Linked DNA regions of Gossypium hirsutum: region 1 is linked to region 2. A link is a contact called in public Hi-C data. All regions are on one chromosome and are shown on one strand. Each heading gives the region's core, a stretch centred on a gene start, on an enhancer-like site or on the middle of the called end of the contact. The rest is flanking DNA. Distances are from core to core; before and after follow the strand shown.

What was found. Hi-C and Micro-C count contacts between places; a contact is called where the count stands out from the background.
Region 1: a contact with region 2 is called in a Hi-C map of leaf, with 2.0 times the contacts expected there. The contact joins the enhancer-like site here to the promoter of LOC107901830 in region 2. A contact is called at or near these places in 5 of 34 Hi-C or Micro-C datasets (cotyledon, fibers and leaf).

Annotation. Positions count from the first base shown.
Region 1 is chrD06:58,453,778-58,459,652 of Gossypium_hirsutum_v2.1, reverse strand. No RefSeq gene overlaps it. Among protein-coding and RNA genes, the nearest start is that of LOC121218560, 4.9 kb to the left of the region's middle. Within about 2 kb of position 3,647, at least 3 of the 9 cell types and tissues checked have an H3K27ac peak or open chromatin away from gene starts, as enhancers often do. A contact at or near this core is called in leaf, where this site is marked.
Region 2 is chrD06:58,408,853-58,414,416 of Gossypium_hirsutum_v2.1, reverse strand. LOC107901830 reads left to right here and starts at 1,906. Exons shown (of 3, transcript XM_016827987.1): 1 at 1,906-1,989; 2 at 3,858-3,939; 3 at 4,055-5,133. The coding sequence starts at 1,981. The coding sequence ends at 4,863.

The sequences.
Region 1 (5,875 bases), core at 2,398-4,897, 43 kb before region 2:
CATCTCTTTTACAATTATATAAGAACATATTTAAAATATAAATTAAAAAATAATTAATCTAAACCCAAAACCCTAACTTTTAACCCCTAGCACGTCTAACCCTTAAACCCCTAACCCTCTAACCCCTAAACCTTAAATCCCAACCCCTAATCCATAATCCATAATCACTAAATCCATACTCCCTAAACATTAAAATATGAACTCCTAAACTGGCCTTAAATCTTAAATAAATCATATACCCTAAACCAAAAACCCTAAACAAATTTATTATTATCTCTTTTACAATTATTTTAAATAATAGTATTTTAATTTTTCCACGTGTTTTATTTCAAATTATTTCTACGTGTCATTATTTTTTCTGAAGATTTTAAATATTCAATTAGAAATAAATTGAATTTTATTTAATATGAATAAACCAATTAAGATAAAATATTGTTAACGGCGCTTTCTCAAAAACGCCGCTAAAGCCCTGAGCATTAGCGGCGCTTTCTTAAAAACGCCGCTAAATCCCCGAAAGTTCAGAAAACGGCATCGTTGGGCTTAGGTTTTTTTGCGGCACTTTCCCAAAAACGCCACTAAAGCCCTGAGCATTAGCGACGCTTTCTTAAAAACGCCGCTAAATCCCCGAAAGCTTAGAAAACCGCGTCGTTGGGCTTAGGTTTTTTTGCGGCGCTTTCTCAGAAACACCGCTAAAGCCCTGAGCATTAGCGGCGCTTCCTTAAAAACGCCGCTAAATCCTCGAAAGCTCAGAAAACGGCGTCGTTGGGCTTATGGTTTTTTGCGGCGCTTTCTCAGAAACGCCGCTAAATCCCCGAAAGCTCGGGAAACGCGTCGTTGGGCTTAGGTTTTTTGCGGCGCTTTCTCAAAAACGCCGCTAATGCCTATTTTCAGCGGCGTTTTCCGTAAAACTCCGCTAATGATCGATCTTTAGCGGCATTTTTTATCCAAACGCCACTAAAAACGCCGCTAAAAGCCTGTTTTGGTGTAGTGATCCCTCATTTTTTTTAAAGAAACTTGAAATTATATTTAGATCATTAAGTGGTACATAGTTAAAAGTGACTTACAACTAGAACTTTTGAAACGAAAGTAAAACATGAAGTAATTTTTTCGTACCACAAAATCATTTTGATTTCTACAAGGCAAAGCGTTAAAAGGCTATGCGCTACATCCTGTAAATAGTAAGTACTCTTAGATTCTACTTGTCAATCCTTAAAAACCAGCCTCTAACTTCTCTACTTGCATAGGCGAGCTAATCAAAAGTGGCACAACGCACTTCACTTATTTTATCATAAGCTATGAGTCTCATTAAGGACTATTAGTTCAACCTACCCGCGGTGAAACAAAGAGAATCGACCAAGTAAAAGACTTTATTAGAATAGTCTCTACCCCACTTATTTGATCATAAAATCACATGTGTTATATTTTGAATTACACTTTAGTATCTTCACTAAAAAAAATGAGCAAATTAGGCTATGTACGTTAGATAAGTGGGCAAAATAGCCACACCGTTAAAATTGCATTTTAAATATTTATTTTGGTATTTATATATAAGGCATAATAACAAATGTAGCTCTTAACCCTACACATTTATTCAATTTGATCACTATTATGATATTTTATTTGAAGTAAATTATAAAATTTTGAAACTAATAAGGCTGAAGCGTCAAAAAGGCCTCAGTAACAAATAAAAAAAATCAATTAAGCTCTTTTAAATTTTAAAAAATTTTAAAAAATCATAAAATTATAAACAAAATTTATAAAAAAAATATTTCAAAAAAAATTAAAATTTGGGATTATAAAAATTTTTGATCTACTGTTTATAAGATTTTCGAAATCTAATCCCAATTTTTCTTTAAAAATTCAATTTTACTGGGATAGTATTGTTATTTTTAATAAAAAAAATTTAAATTTTTTATAATTCTTTTCTATAAATTTTATGAATTTTTAATAAATTTTAAATTTTAAAAAAGTTTAATTGATTTTTAAAATTTTTTTATTAAGTTCATTTTAACCCTTTAGTCTTATCAGTTTAAAGGTTTTCCAATAAAAGATCATAATAAAGAATAAATATATAGGATTAAGTGCTAAATTTATGATTATACGTTATACAATTTTAACCCTAGCTTAATTACTCATTCATCTAACCCAGAATTTCAGTAAATTTTAAAATACAATTCAATGTATATTTACCGTTGTGGGCGTTTCGTAGGTTTTTGTTTCCTTTCCCTTTAAGAGCATATTTGAAAATTGAAACTAATGATCAAACGAAGCAAAATTAATCTTACTCATATCTAAACTTATTTACTTGACATGTCAAGTATGGGTTTTTATTAGTATTGATTCGTATTGGTATATTATTTCGGATTTATTTATATTTTTAAAAACATTTTATATGTATATAAGAATAGGGAATGTCCCATTTACATCAGTGTAAAATACAATTAATATTTTAACAATCCAACTGTTGAATTTATTAATATATTTGTACTTGTCATGCTTGTAAAATTTTGAGTCGGTCTGATATTTTTATCATATCGATCTAAAATATTGTCTATATTAATATATATTTGAAAATTTAAAGCTCTTTTACATAAAACAAAAGGTTAGAGATTTTTTATTTACACCAATCTGAATGTAGCATGAAACATGACAGTTTGATTGTTAAAATATTAATTGTATAGAAAATTATAGAAATGTGTAAAATCATTTTAGTTTTACACCGACGTATGTGGATCCCCCCATAAAATATTTAAAAATATCAAATAATGAGACTAATTAAATCTCAAATAGAAAATATTCATACAAAAATAAATCTGGTAAATAAAATATTTAAAAATGTTGGTGGCATAAATTCAACTCTCACTATAAATAAAATTTACAATACCGAAAAATATATATATATAATACTCATAAATTATATAAAATTTATTTTATAAGCTTCATATAATATATCTATCATTAAACAAACTCAAAATAGACAAACAAAACGTATATGGAATAGTATTTGATACACCACCAATAGAGTTTTTAGACTCCACAAGTAGAGTCAAAGGGTTGACACAATGGCGAAGCCAGAAATTTTTTGTTGGGGTGTCGAAATTAAATTGTATATTTTTACGACAGTAACAATTTAATTTCACAATTTTAATAGTGTATATCTTTATAATTTTTAAAAGATTACAAATTTTTATTATTTTTAGGGGGGCCAAAGTGTAATTTTATCATTATTAATTTAAAATTTTATAAATTATAAATAGCCTAAATGAAAAATTTTCTATTTTAGGAGAGTCAGGGCCCCTACCAATCTCCCTTGACTCCGCTATTGGATAGAGATAATGGCATAGTAAAATACTAAAAAAATAAATATTTAAAAAAGAGAAACACATAGCAAATTTTTAAGACTACTTATAAAATAAAAAATATATATATTATCAATATATCAAATACTAATCCAAAATTTTATTCATAAATTAAACAGTAATGTCATCCCATACTATACATATAGTAATTTGTAATTTAATAAATTCAAAATAAATAAATAAAAAGTGAATTTAAATTTAAAACATATTTTTGGTCACCTTGTCTTGTGATCCATGAACCAAAAGTTAAGAAACTGGAGGTCCCCACTTCCAAATTCTACTCATCGACAATGACGTAACCACACTGCTTTTAGCTATCGTGTGCTAGACTCAATTTAGGCCTGTCCTAATGGATCCGTGGTCCACTACTCTAATACCCCATTCCTATACTGGTTCCTTGTATATTGACCACAGCCCAACTGGGGTGCTATTTTGTTACAGCCTTTCATTGAGGATAGTATATTATGGGTGATTGATTACTAGACTTGTCCCTCCAAATGTGTATTCGAAATTTAAATAAAAATATTAGGTCCGAAATATAGATTTAGGTAAAAAATAGGTCCGTTTAAAATATGAATTAAGCATGAGTCTAGTCCGATTTTCTAATTTTTTAATATTATATTTTGTTATTTTATATATTTTATAATTTATAGTAATATATAATAGTATAATGTAAGCATAAAAAATATTAAGTTAATTATATATTAAAATTTAATAAATTAAAATATATAATTATTAAAATTTAAATTAAAAATATATTTTTTAAAAATTAAAAATATAAAATGAGTTTGGTTTAACCATTTATAAATATGAAACATATTTTGATAAAATTTTAAACCCATATTTTGAGCCGAGTAAAGCTGAGCTTAAACAAATATAAAATATATTAATACCATATTTAAACTTGATCCGATCCGACTCAAGAAACCTCTAATCTACAATGTGCACAATTAGTGTTTGCTCTAAACTCCAAACACCAACAATTAATGCCTTTTAAAACCACTCTGATTACTCCATAATCTCTATGAATGTGTGTATTTATATTCTTGGAGATATTACTAGCGAGATAGGGCATCACGGTCGAGTGGCTCATATATATATATATATATATACAGGTCTGGTCTTGGGATTGTTTGAGAGTGCAATCATCTAGGGTCCAATGTTGGAAGGGGTTCAAAATTATTTTTTCAACTTTTAATGTGAAAAAAAGATTCAGACTAAAATAAATTAATTAAATACTTAAGGTGTTCAATTTTTCATTATAAATGCTTCATTTCTTAGGGCCTCAAAAACATTTCACCTTTTATTATATTACATTATATATATTTATTATTTCGTCTAAGGCCCAAAAAATATCAAGAATGAACATGTATGTATGCCTTCTCAAATGGTACAATATTACTTTGAATTTATGAGTAGGATTATCCCTCCTTTGCAATCAGAAAATGTAACAACAAGCAAACAACATAAATAATACACAAATAATCTTTTTATTGAGCTAAAATATATTGTTCATCTGTTCAAATATCAAAATTTACGTTGAAAAAACAAAAGAAGAAAGAGGGTTATTAAAAGAACCAAAATTGACATTTTATTCTTTGTTAAGATGGTTGTGTAATTTGTTTTTGTATAAAATTAAATTATTAAAATATCACTTAATTAAGTTTTTTTATCAACCAATTATTAATTTTTTAATTTAGTAACTAAACTTTTCAAAATTAAATATTTTAATTTAGTTGTTATTAGATGAGTTACGAAAAGTTGACGTGAGCATTTTTTTCTTAGTCTAATAACAAATTTAGCCCCCTAATATTTACAGTTTCTATTATTCTGATTCTAAATATAAAAAATTCAACATATTTAGCCCTCATCATTTATAAAGCTTGTCATTTTAGTTCGAATTTTAAAAAACTCAATAAATTTAGTGACATTTACAAAATTTGTCAATTTTGTTCTCTAATTTTAAAAATTTAAAAAATATATATATTTAAAAAAAAATCATTTTTAGCCATTTAGATCTCCTTTTAATTTTTCTGCACTTACTTAGAACCTTTGAAGCCAACCAACAGAAACCAAATATAACACTTTTTTTTTTCTTTTTTTCTTTTCCCTAATTCCACTGCAGATAAGCCCTAGTTAGTTGGGGAATGCAATGTTGTTTGAAGTGGATTGAATCGATTGATTGAACCGAGAATCGGTTGAGGTATTGATCTAGAAAAAGACTTTGAATTGATTGAATAACAAATTGATACAGATCAATTGAACTAGCTAAAAACCTAGTTAAATTGTTTGTTTTTTTAATTTTTAAATTTTTTATCAAATCTGCTGAATCAATTCGACTAGTAAATCAATAATCTGATCAATTCAACCACAAGTTCAATTCTAAAAACATTATAAGAATACAATCTATGGTGGCAACACTGCCTTGACCTCAATTATGTTACTTAACATATAGTAATTAAAAATTAAAAAAAAATGAAAGAGAAGAGAAAGTTTCAAAGAATAATCACAAAATG
Region 2 (5,564 bases), core at 657-3,156:
AGACCATTGGTTCCTGGTTCAATTGATTGGATCGGGTTTACAACTATACCAATAATAATTAAATAAATATTCATAATTCATAAAATTTTAAAAAATAAAAAAATTATTAAATCGGATTAACCTTTTCAACTATTGGTTTTTGTCTTTATTTTTTTATCGATTTCAAGCAGTTTTCAATTCAATCAGCTCAACCCCTTTGTTTGGACTAGTGTATGGTCGATCTTCAATCCAATCAGTCTGACCAATCAATCTAGTCATGTTCCAAAAACACTGATCATATCATCAAATCTTAACGAAATCCAAGTTCAGGGACCAAAATGATTCTAGTTGCAAATTTAGGTATCAAAGTGAACCAAAAATAAAAATATCAAAGTGTATGTAATTGCCAAGTTCCAAAAATTATATTATTCAAATTTAAAAGTGTAAAAATGTAATAATGAATTATATAAAATAAAAAAAAAACCTAAATTCTTTCACTTTCTTCCTTACCCATATTTCTCAAAACTAAAAATCAAAATGAGAATTTTAGAAAATTTTGTTTTGAAGAATTATGCTTGAATATTTTATTGTTTTTTTTAAATTGAAGATATTATAAATAACTAGCAAAAATTAAATTGAGGTGAGACGAGGTTGGGAATGGACGTTTCCAACATTAATGGAATTGGTAGTAAATTTTAAGATTATACATCCATAATGAAACAAAATAGATGACAATATAGAGCATGCAAACGATGGAGCAATAGTGGGTTTACCAACATCCATCCCAATCCGCTCCATTGTCATACCTAACTAAAAACTCGTTAGGTTGCTAATGTAATAACATAAGAATAAAACATGTTTCTTACTTATGTATTACAATAGTTATAAATAAAACAAATAATAATTAGTAGACATTTAAACTTGATATAAGAAAGATAAGTAAAAACTCTTGTAAAAAATATAAGAGAAAAATTTTCCTCCTCTTTACTAAAAATAAGTCATGAGAATGGTTAAATATTATCAATTTAATTAATTTATTACTAATTTATATATTAAAACATGCATGAAAATAATACTCTAACCAAAAGTAATATTAATACAAAGATAATGTTTCAAATATAAATCCTTTTAGTTACTTCAGATACAAAGCTAAAAGGGTACCATTGTTGATAAGCATTATTGTTAAAGAGCTGGTCGTAACAGGGGCGGAGCTAAAGGGGGCTTGGCAGGGGCCCGACCCTCCCTAAAATGGAAAGTTTCACCTTTAGTCCTTTTATAATTTAAAAAATTTTAACTTGGTATATGATAAAATTACATTTTAATCCTCAATAATGAAAAAATTAATTTAATTATTTAAAAATAATAAAATTATAACCCATTAAAATGATAAAATTTTACTTTTATTATTATAAAAATATACAATTTTATTTTAACTCCTACAAAAAAAAATTTTAACTTCACCCCTAAATCATAACTCAACTCAAAATGTAGTTGGGATACAATGTATTTTACTAAGTTTTGCATGCCAATCATCTCATGCCAATATAATATAAAGCCTAGAAATGAGGATGGGTCCACGAAAGAGAGCATAAATCCGGGACCGGAGATTAAAATCTATAATTAATACCATGGATGTGTCAGCCACAACAGCTCGAATATCAAATAACAAAATAACGTAGTTGGGGAGGATGAAACATCTTTTTCCTACCAAAACGAGGTTGTTGTACGGATGCTTCTACGTCCAATCAAAGTTAAGTTCCTTGGCGGTGATAATTTAAAAAATTTGCCATATGAAGACAATATTTGTCGTGACTTGTGATAAGAAAAACACTGTGTCGGATGGATATGATTGGTGGTCGAGAGTGCATGGAGTCAAAGTCTTTCGCTCTAGCTCTATTTAAGACGCAATTTGGCCGCCTAGGTTGATATAGAAGTGTAAGGACACCCATCTCTTGATTTTTCTCTCTTTGTCTGTTTCACTTGGCTCTATCATCCACAGCTATGGCAGAGGTGTGGCATTATTTCACCATTTATATATTTTCTCTTATATTACTATGTCATATGTGCTGTCGGTTATTTACGGTTTAGCTAGTCTGATATGTATATATAATTATATATTTATGTGTTCACTTCATTAACGCTACATTTTTATGCTTCCAAAATAACGAAAGGTTTTATGATTTGGGGTGAGTTTGATGAAAAATATGATTAAATGTGGTTAGTATAAAAATAATAATGATAGTTAAATTAAATATTATAATAATATTATAATGTGCGATAGAAAATAAATTAAACATATTACACCTTTAATTTTTATATTCTTCGCAAATACTTGGTATCATATATATATTGTTTCAATCCTTACATTTTATTATTTATTGTATATTATTGTTAAATACACACATATTCAAAATATGTGATTTTCACACGTATATATCTGTGTAAAATTTATAGTTTATAATTTAAGTGTATGACTGAGTTGATGCCAGCTCAACAACAACTCAGTCAAGAAAATTATTAAAATAATCTTATATATTTTAAATAAACTATATTATTACGAGGATATTTTTGTCTTCTTCTTATTTAAAAAAACCAATAAAAATGTTGAAACTGTTAAGATTTAAACTCAAGCTACCAACATCGATATTTTTTTTATCACATTGATCAAAGCTTTAATTTTAATATTTTTATACATTTTAATTTTATTATACAAATTTTTTCAACCACATGTTTGTAAATATTGATAATGTCATTGATTGAGTAAATTAGTGTCATGACCAACTCAAGAAAAATGAAAATATCATAATAAATATTTAGATTGCATTTAATATTCTCATTTAATATCATGCACATATTCGTGTCATACATGTAATATATATATGTATGTATGTGCGTGTACATATGTTTGCTTAAGCGGAAGAAATCGTGAATCATGAGCCGCAGACTTCAATCCCCCTAATATAACAGCGGACGACATCCAAGTCCTCAACAGTGCATTTCAATTAATATTCTCTTTCTATATATATATATATACAAATGAGAATCCATCCTAACTATTCCTGAAAAAATGTGAATACTTGTTCAATAGGTCACAATTTAAATTATTTAAATTTTTAATTAAGTTATTTTTACGAATTAACCGAATACTAACTCAATTAGAAAAATTATGAAATTTTTTTTTCGTAATTAAAATAAATAATTTATTTGAGGATATTTTATTCTTTAACTCATGCCATTTATCTCTCAAACAAAATTTTAAGTTGAAATATTTTGTGCATTTTTATTTTATTATGCATATTTTATTACCTGAGAAATGATTGTATGCAACTGTGATTCCACGTCATTTATATCCTTTTCTAATAGGAGAATGACAAATCAGATTTTTTCTCCTGATTTTCAACCTTTTTCTCTTAAAAAAATTAAATTCAACTAAAAATGCTAAAAATCAAGAGGAAAAAAATATGATTTGTCATTCTCCTATTGAAAAGGGATAAGGGTGAAGTGGAATCACAGTTTCATATAATCCAATTCTCTTATTATCTATATCAATTGTATATCTAAACTATTATTCTTTATTTATTTTAATATAATATTTACAATTTGATATATTTATGTGTTTAAATTTCGTTTTACTCACAATCTAATCTTAATTTTTCATTTTAATATAAAAAATTTCATGTGTTATTATTAGTTAATTGTAAATAATACATTTGATTATTTATTGTATGTTATTTTTAAATACACTTTTCTAATTTAAATATATGATATCTGTGTGATAAATTTATAGTAGTGTGATAATATATATGTGTATATATATATATATATGCTTTTTTTTCTTTTCTTACCTATCACATTGATTGATAAGAGCACTGTTGTAGGGCACAACAATGGTGTTGAAAGTTGACCTTCAGTGCTACCGTTGCTATCGGAAGGTCAAGAAAGTGCTCTGCAAATATCCGGGCAAGTTTGATCGATCTTTTCTTTTCTCATTATAATTTGTGCCTAAACTATATGCATGAACAAACATATAACATAAATGAAAACCGATTAAATGTGATGTAATGGTGTTGAACAGAAATAAGAGACCAGAAATACGATGAGAAGGCAAATACGGTGACCATCACTGTGGTCTCCATCGATCCTCAGTGTATCAAGACCAAGATAAGCTGCAAGGCCGGCAGTTGCATCAAAAGCATTGAGATTAAACCGCCTGAAAAGAAAACAACAGATAAAGATAAAGATAAAGATAAAGATAAAGATAAGCCTCCTAAGAAGGAACCTGAGACAAAAATAGTATGGATACTTTGTAAGGTATGCAACACGTGGCATCCTGAAGGTCCATGCAACCAGACCATATATATTCCACTCCCACTGGCAAAGGCATGCAATGAGAATTGCGGGAAAAAAATGTGTTGTAATGGTTGTGGGGGCAGTGGGTGCAAAAGCTGCTTAGGTCATGGGTGGATCAGCTGGTATTGTGGTGCTTGTAGCAGCAGCAAGGCTTCATGTAAAGGTTGCGGCAGCTCTTCTTGTAGCGGATGCAGCAACTGGTCGTCCTGGTCATGCAGCGGGTGTGGAAGCTCTTCTTGTGGAGGGTGTTGCACAGGTTGCGGCAGCAGATCATGTGGTGGGGGTTGTAGTGGTAGTGGTGGATACGGATACGGATACGGATACTACAATAGCTGGAGTTGCAGAGGGTGCAACAGCACTTCTTGTGGCGGATGCAAAGGCTCTATTTCGTCTTCATGTAAGGGGTGCGGCAGCTTTTGGTGCAAGGGTTGTGGTGGTGGTGGTGGTGGTGGTGGATCATGTGGTTGTGGGAGGTGCGGCCGTTGTTATGATGGGATTGAACATAAAACGTCAGGTTATTGTACTCCCATGTGAGGTGGAGAGTGGATATAATGTATAATCTATTCCATTGAGTGCCTGCCTTGGCTTGTTCTTTTACGTTTTGTTTTTCTTTATTATTACGAAATTTGGGTTTGCTATTTGCAATGTTGAAGCAGGGGAGGAGATGAATAAAATGGATGAGTGGAGTTGTGGTTGAATTTTCTTCATTTGTGGTTGGTTGAGGAGGAATTTACCAGCCTGTGACTGTTATATCTTTACATGATTCCTTTGAGTAATTAATAAAACCTTTACTTGTTTTTCAAATCTTGGAGTTTAGCCTAATTTTCTTGAAAGTGTGTCAGTAAGAGAATGGTAGAAGTTGGTTTTCCTGTGCGAATTTTGGAATCCCTACCATTGTCCAATAACCATGGTTTACATCGTTTTTTTTATAAAACGGGGTCGACTTGGGTTTTCAAAACAAAAATAAAAACTGGAGTCGTCACCAATTCTTTTTTAATGAGGTGTGATTGGATCACCTCAAAAAGCGGTTGTTTTTAATAAACGATTTGATTTTATTAAAATAACGATTTTGGTCTACGAAATTCAGAAAAACGGGTTCGGGAGTCGGTTACGTACGAGGAATGATTAGCACCCTCGTAACGCCCAAAAATTGGTACCTAGTTGATTAGTTAATGTCTTAATGTCGAAAATTGAAAACTTTAAATAGATTTAAAGTACGATCCTTAAAAAACTCG